2 separate regions of the Gossypium hirsutum genome follow, and region 2 is linked to region 1. A link is a contact called in public Hi-C data. All regions are on one chromosome and are shown on one strand. Each heading gives the region's core, a stretch centred on a gene start, on an enhancer-like site or on the middle of the called end of the contact. The rest is flanking DNA. Distances are from core to core; before and after follow the strand shown. Region 1 has its middle 67 kb from the start of LOC121229556. Region 2 holds the start of LOC121229561 (protein YIPF1 homolog).

What was found. A called contact is a pair of places that touch in the nucleus more often than the background predicts.
Region 2: a Hi-C map of leaf shows a contact between it and region 1, with 2.1 times the contacts expected there. The contact joins the promoter of LOC121229561 here to the enhancer-like site in region 1. A contact is called at or near these places in 3 of 34 Hi-C or Micro-C datasets (all in leaf).

Annotation. Positions count from the first base shown.
Region 1 is chrA05:95,734,106-95,737,024 of Gossypium_hirsutum_v2.1, forward strand. It overlaps the pseudogene LOC107957119. Among protein-coding and RNA genes, the nearest start is that of LOC121229556, 67 kb to the left of the region's middle. Within about 2 kb of position 1,471, at least 5 of the 9 cell types and tissues checked have an H3K27ac peak or open chromatin away from gene starts, as enhancers often do. A contact at or near this core is called in leaf, where this site is marked.
Region 2 is chrA05:96,299,302-96,302,346 of Gossypium_hirsutum_v2.1, forward strand. It overlaps LOC121229561 (protein YIPF1 homolog), which reads left to right and starts at 1,782. Exons shown (of 6, transcript XM_041114166.1): 1 at 1,782-1,934; 2 at 2,548-3,045. It overlaps LOC121229562 (a long non-coding RNA gene), which reads right to left and starts at 1,625. Exons shown (of 2, transcript XR_005927317.1): 1 at 1,037-1,625; 2 at 543-892.

The sequences.
Region 1 (2,919 bases), core at 221-2,720:
GAAAATTATAAAAATTTCTGGAGAATCATAAATAATAATTATAAATAATTATAAAAATGATAAAAAATTAAAAAAATTATAGAAAATTATGAAAAATATATTTTTTTTCATTTTAAGAACAAAAAATAAATTGAATTCAATAAACTTTAATCAAATCAAACAAAATGATTCAAAACTCTCTAATTTCTCCCAAATCTACTTGCATGGTGCCTCGTCATAGTTAGGGGTGAGCAAAACTCGATTCGATTTAAAAAAATTAATTTTTTTTTAAATTTTGAGTTAATCGAATCGAGTTATTTGAATTATTCGAATCAAATCGAATAACTCAAGTCGAGTTGAATTTTACAATTCGAATAACAAATTGGTGTAAATACCCCCTTTTGGTGCTTATCAATTTTGAAATTAAGCAAATTGGTCTCTTTCTCAACAAAAATTACAAAATAATTCAAAATAATTTTTAAATTTCAAAATGTTTATAAAAATTTCAAAATTTACATTTTAAAAATATATATAAAAAAGTTAAAATTTTAAAAATTTTGCAAAATAACAATTGTAGGGACCTAATTAATGATTTAAATTTATCATACTCAAGTAACTTATTTTTATTATTATTTTGCTTTGAAAAATTTTCAAATATATATGGTTTCAAATTTATGTGCTCTAACATAGAATTAGTTATATTATAATAATATTTTTATTTAACATATATTTTTTTTAATTTAACTCGAACAATTTCGCTAGATCTGACTCGATTCAAATTTTATTTCACTCGACTCGATTTGAAAAAAATTCAAATTGAGTTAGGATGATAAAGTAAAACTCGTGAACTCAATTAATTTAAAATATTTTCACTCGATTCTAACCCTAATAATATGCTAACACTATGCAACAAAGCTCGTAAATATAATCACCCGGAAAACTCTCTCCTTCAAATTTGTCTAAGCATTCTCTAACAGTTTAAAAAAAGCTCTTATTTTTCATTTTAATTGGTGCTATTAGAATTATACCATGTTTTTAGGGAAAAATATTTTCTAAAATTATACCATGTTTTGTAATTTGTCTATTTTTTTTTATGTTGAAGTGGTGAATGAAGAAAATAAATTTGTGATGTGGGTATGTTGTTACAATGGATAGGTAGATAGTAATAATTTAATTGTATATTATCAAAATAAAATAAAATTAATTGAAGTTCAAGGAGTAGAAAATGAGCAGAGAGAAATTGTTAAATTTCATCCAAGTGGGCTATTTTTTTACCCTTTTTAAGTCATAAATAATTTCTATAATTTTCTATAATCTATTTTGTAATTTTTATCTTATTTTCTATATTTTGTTATGATTTTTTATCAAGTTTTACAATTTTTATATTTTAAAAAATTTAAAAGAAATATCATTTTTTTTCACTACGTTATCCTTCTAGTAACTATCAACTATCCTGTCGGTCACGTCTCCCATTCACCATGTCCACTCGGTATGGCAAACCAAATGGTCCTCCTATTGCCGTATTTCAATCATAAAGCAAGTAGAAGAAATCAAATCTTGCAAAAGAAAATGGAGCAAGAACAACAACAACAGCCACACACATCATCATCTCATGTACTAATCTTCCCTCTCCCGGCACAAGGCCATGTCAACTCCATGCTGAAGCTAGCTGAGCTATTAGCACATGCAGGCCTCAAGGTCACCTTCCTAAACTCCCACTTCATCCATCAACAACTTCTTCGTCACACCGATATTCTTTCCCGCTTCGCCAAATATGCGGGATTCCAATTCAAGACCATACTAGATGGTGTCCCTGACGATCATCCCAGAGTAGGCAGTGATTTTGTGAGGAAGCTCTTTGATGGTTTGGAATTGATAACCAAACCACTTTTCAAGGAAATGCTGGTTAATAGTAAGCCGAAAGTGGATTGTATTATAGGAGATGGGGTCTTAGGGCTCGCACTTGATATTGCTGATGAGCTTGGAATTCCCATCATTCAGTTTCGTACCATTAGTGCTTGCAGTCTCTGGGCTTATTTTGCAATCCCTGATATGATCCATGCTGGGGAGCTTCCTATCAAAGGTATTATTCCTTTCTTTTTAACAACTTAACTCATCCATTAATCATAAGACGCTATTTCTTAAACTTCAAATTCGAATCCAGTGTCTTCTGGAAGCGAAGATAAATGAAAATTCTACACTAATTATTAGAGTTTGGGTTCACACTACGATGAGAGAAAATCCCGGTTTTGATTTGTCTCAAATTTATAGGGGTCGATTTCTTTAATAAAATTTCTAGTCCGTGTGTATCCACCTCACCGTGTTTTATATATAATTTAATTTTGCTATTAATTCTTATACTTTCTAAAAAGTTATAGATTTAGTTTTTGTACTTTTTAAACTAGTCAAATTTATTCTCTTTATTTTTTAAAATATAAAATTTTAGTCTTACCTCAGCAGTAATAATTAAATTCGTTTGGTTAAATTTAATTATTCGTACTATTCATAAAGTTATCAATTTAGTTTATTTTCTTTATTTGGATCATTCTAAATTTTTATATTTTTTCGAATTTTGAAATTTCAATCTTAATATAAATCACAGTCATTAATTCATTAATTAAATTTTTAATGAGTAATATGTAAAAATGATAAGTTGACATGAAATTACATATATAATAATATATTTGGCTATTTATATTTTAGTATTTTATTTTTAACTACATATCTATGTTGTAAATCTGTACTTTCCAGACATACACGTGATTTCTGATATCAAATAAGGCCTCTGACAAAACTACATGTGTTTGTGGAAGGAAATGAAGATATGGATCGACTAATAACAAGTGTTCCAGGCATGGAAGCTTTTCTTAGATGTCGAGATCTTCCAAGTTTTTGCCGAGCAAGCGACACCAAAGATTCAATTCTCCAACAGATCGCTCA
Region 2 (3,045 bases), core at 532-3,031, 570 kb after region 1:
CTATTTCTTGTTTAATTTCTACTCCAAATAGTATTTATTTTGGTGTGGTTTTGTCCTAGTGTGCTGAAATTAAAAAGAAAAGAAATGAGAGAAGAGTGGTTTGGACCTAGAATCTCTAAGAAATCCACTAACCATTTAACCATCAAGCCTATTCAACTTCTTAGTTATTTATTTCAATTAACCCCCTATATTTTGAGGCATGACACTTGTAGTGTTGGTGTCACTTGGCTTAGAACCCATGCAATTAAAAACTTTATATATAGTATAGATAGGCATAGTTTTAAAATTTTGTTTTTTGTCTATTTCTTTAATTGAGTTTATCACACTTGACTTGTAACCCAATCAAAAGCTTTATTTTTTTAATGTGTACACAATCAAAAGCTTTAATTAACTAAAAATTAGGACATTTGTTTTTATATTTCAATATTGTAAAATTGTTAATAAAGTACTAAAATAGGAATTCGTAAAAGTTATTTCTCATAATAATTTTTTAACTATAAGAGTAATTATCTTATATAAATTTTGAGAGTTTTAGAGTTGTGGTTTTTGAATTTTTTTTTTTCAAACTTGAACGTATATACAAATGTCATAGTTAGTGCCTATCCCTTCCGAGCCATGAGAGTTCCCTTTTAAATGAAGGGCCTCCTCCAACCAAGGGCTTCCTAATGTGCGAGCAAGGTATCCCCTAGTGTGTTAACATAGGACCTGCCTATGTGTACTGGAGTAGCCCTTTTGGTGTGCTAGCAAATGGCTCCCCTAGCATGCTGGTGAAGGGCCCCATAGTATGCAACCGAGTAACCCTTGGGTGTTGGAAAAAGGCTTCCTATTAGCCCCATGTTAACCCTCTCTTGGGAGTATAAGAAGTACTTTTTTATGTATTTGAAGGAAATATCTGCATTGCCACCATAAGTTAAAAGCTTCAAGAAACCCAAATTAGACAACAACTTCAAAAGACCCCACACTACTAAAAGCTTCAAGAGATGCATAAATAGAGAAAGATAAAAGAGCTTGAGGGAATTAAGCCATGGATTCTTACTCATAGAAGAGACATGATCTTTTGCTTAGTTCCCACATATGACGCCAACTATTATTACACAAAATTGAGAGTATTTGTAATGGTGGTTCATACCACATTTGGTGTGAAAAGCCACTTAAGTTAGTGATTTTGAGGGGTCTCGTGAGCTTGGAGAGATTATGAATGCTTTGGCATATATCTTGGAACCTTTTTTTTTTTTTGATAGAGAGAACTTTTATAAAGAGTTTTTATGTGAGTCCCACTAAAATGATATGCTAATATATAAGGTGGTTGTATGGACATCAAAGCTTCATTAGAATGTGAATAACCCCATCACATTCTAATGAAGCACTCAAACTCGTAATCACCAAATATTATTTTATTGGGATCCATACCAAAATTCTTCCTTTATAAAATCTCTCTCCATCACAAGAGAAAAAAGATACGTGACAATATTTTACCTAATCTCTCTCAAAAATCTATTTGAATGAGACCCCCAAAAACCACCAACTTCAATGGCTCTCCGCACAACACATGTGTGAACCATAATAATAAATCATCCCCAATTCTTATGTTATTATATAATATTTTTTTATAAAATTTTTGAACTACTCATAATCTCTAAACCTTTAAAATAAAAAGTTATTATGAAATTGATAACACTTAAACTTACAACCTACAAATTATTATAATAACACAACTATATTTTTAAACACACGATATTTACATACAGAAATTGAGGGGATGCTGTTAACAATGAATTCCTATATGAACCTATCAATCTTTCGAGTTGTTGCAATCCTAGATTCAAAACGAAACTCTTTATTAATATTTTATATCATGAGAAATTTCAAGTTCGTGGCTGCTCATTTTGCTCTTGTTTTATTTGCTTTGGCTTTCACTGTATTGGTTGCAGAAGGTAAGTCCCAAATTAATCATTTCCATTATTTATTTAAAATTTCAGCGCATTTAATAATGTATTGGAGAAAAGTTGTAATTTAATTTTCTTTAAGTGTTTAAGTATTAAATAAATTTTTATTTAATATAAAATTCGAAAATCATGGTTTGTTGAATGGAGTTAATAAGTACATAGGATAAAATATATTTAGATAGATTTATTTAAATTTATATGTTTTAACTAAGAAAGAAAATTATTTTTTTAAAGTTTTATCCAAAATTATTTTGAATATATTATTATGATATAAAAGTAAATTTATAAACTAAATATTTCTTTTAAGGAATAAACTAAATGTTTTTAATAATTAATAATTAATACTTAATTTTTTAAATTTATTAAAGATAGTAATTTTTAAAATTTTGATATACTATCAGTAGAGTTTTTAATTTCATAAGCAGAGTCAAGAAATTGATAAGTCTCCTGTAAGAATATAGTAAAATATTTATATATATATATAAAAGAGACTTGTGATAATTTTTTAAAATTTTTTTGTAAAATAAAAAAATATGCTGTGAATATATCAAATATTAAATACCATTTTAATTTTATTTTATTTTATTTTATGTAAAAACAGGTAAGAGATTGCTTAATGCGAACATTAACCTTGGACCATGTCTGTTGCACCTTGAATGTAGCCCTCAAGTTAATTGTTGGTGCTGCATGGGCGACCCCAGAAAGCAATGTTGGTTGTATAAATCCGATTGCCTGGCCTATTGCTAATGAATCTGGAAGAAAAAGAGAAGTCCAAATTTATATGTCATTTCAAGTAATTCATGTTCTTCTAAAGATATTAAATCTAAGTACTTCAAAAGAAATCAATTCAACTCCATGATTTTGAGTTTGAATATTATTGGCATTGTTCAAAATGTAAATTCCAATTAAGGATATTAAAAATTATACGTATGCATTCAATTTTTTGTATAAATTTTAATTGCATGCATTCAATCATTTAACATAAACGAAGATAAATTAATTGAGTTATAACTTAGTTAACATCAGTTTAACTGTAACAATCAAGAGAACATAGATTTAATGGCATTTAAGCGCACATTTTTTCAATTTAAAATTTTTA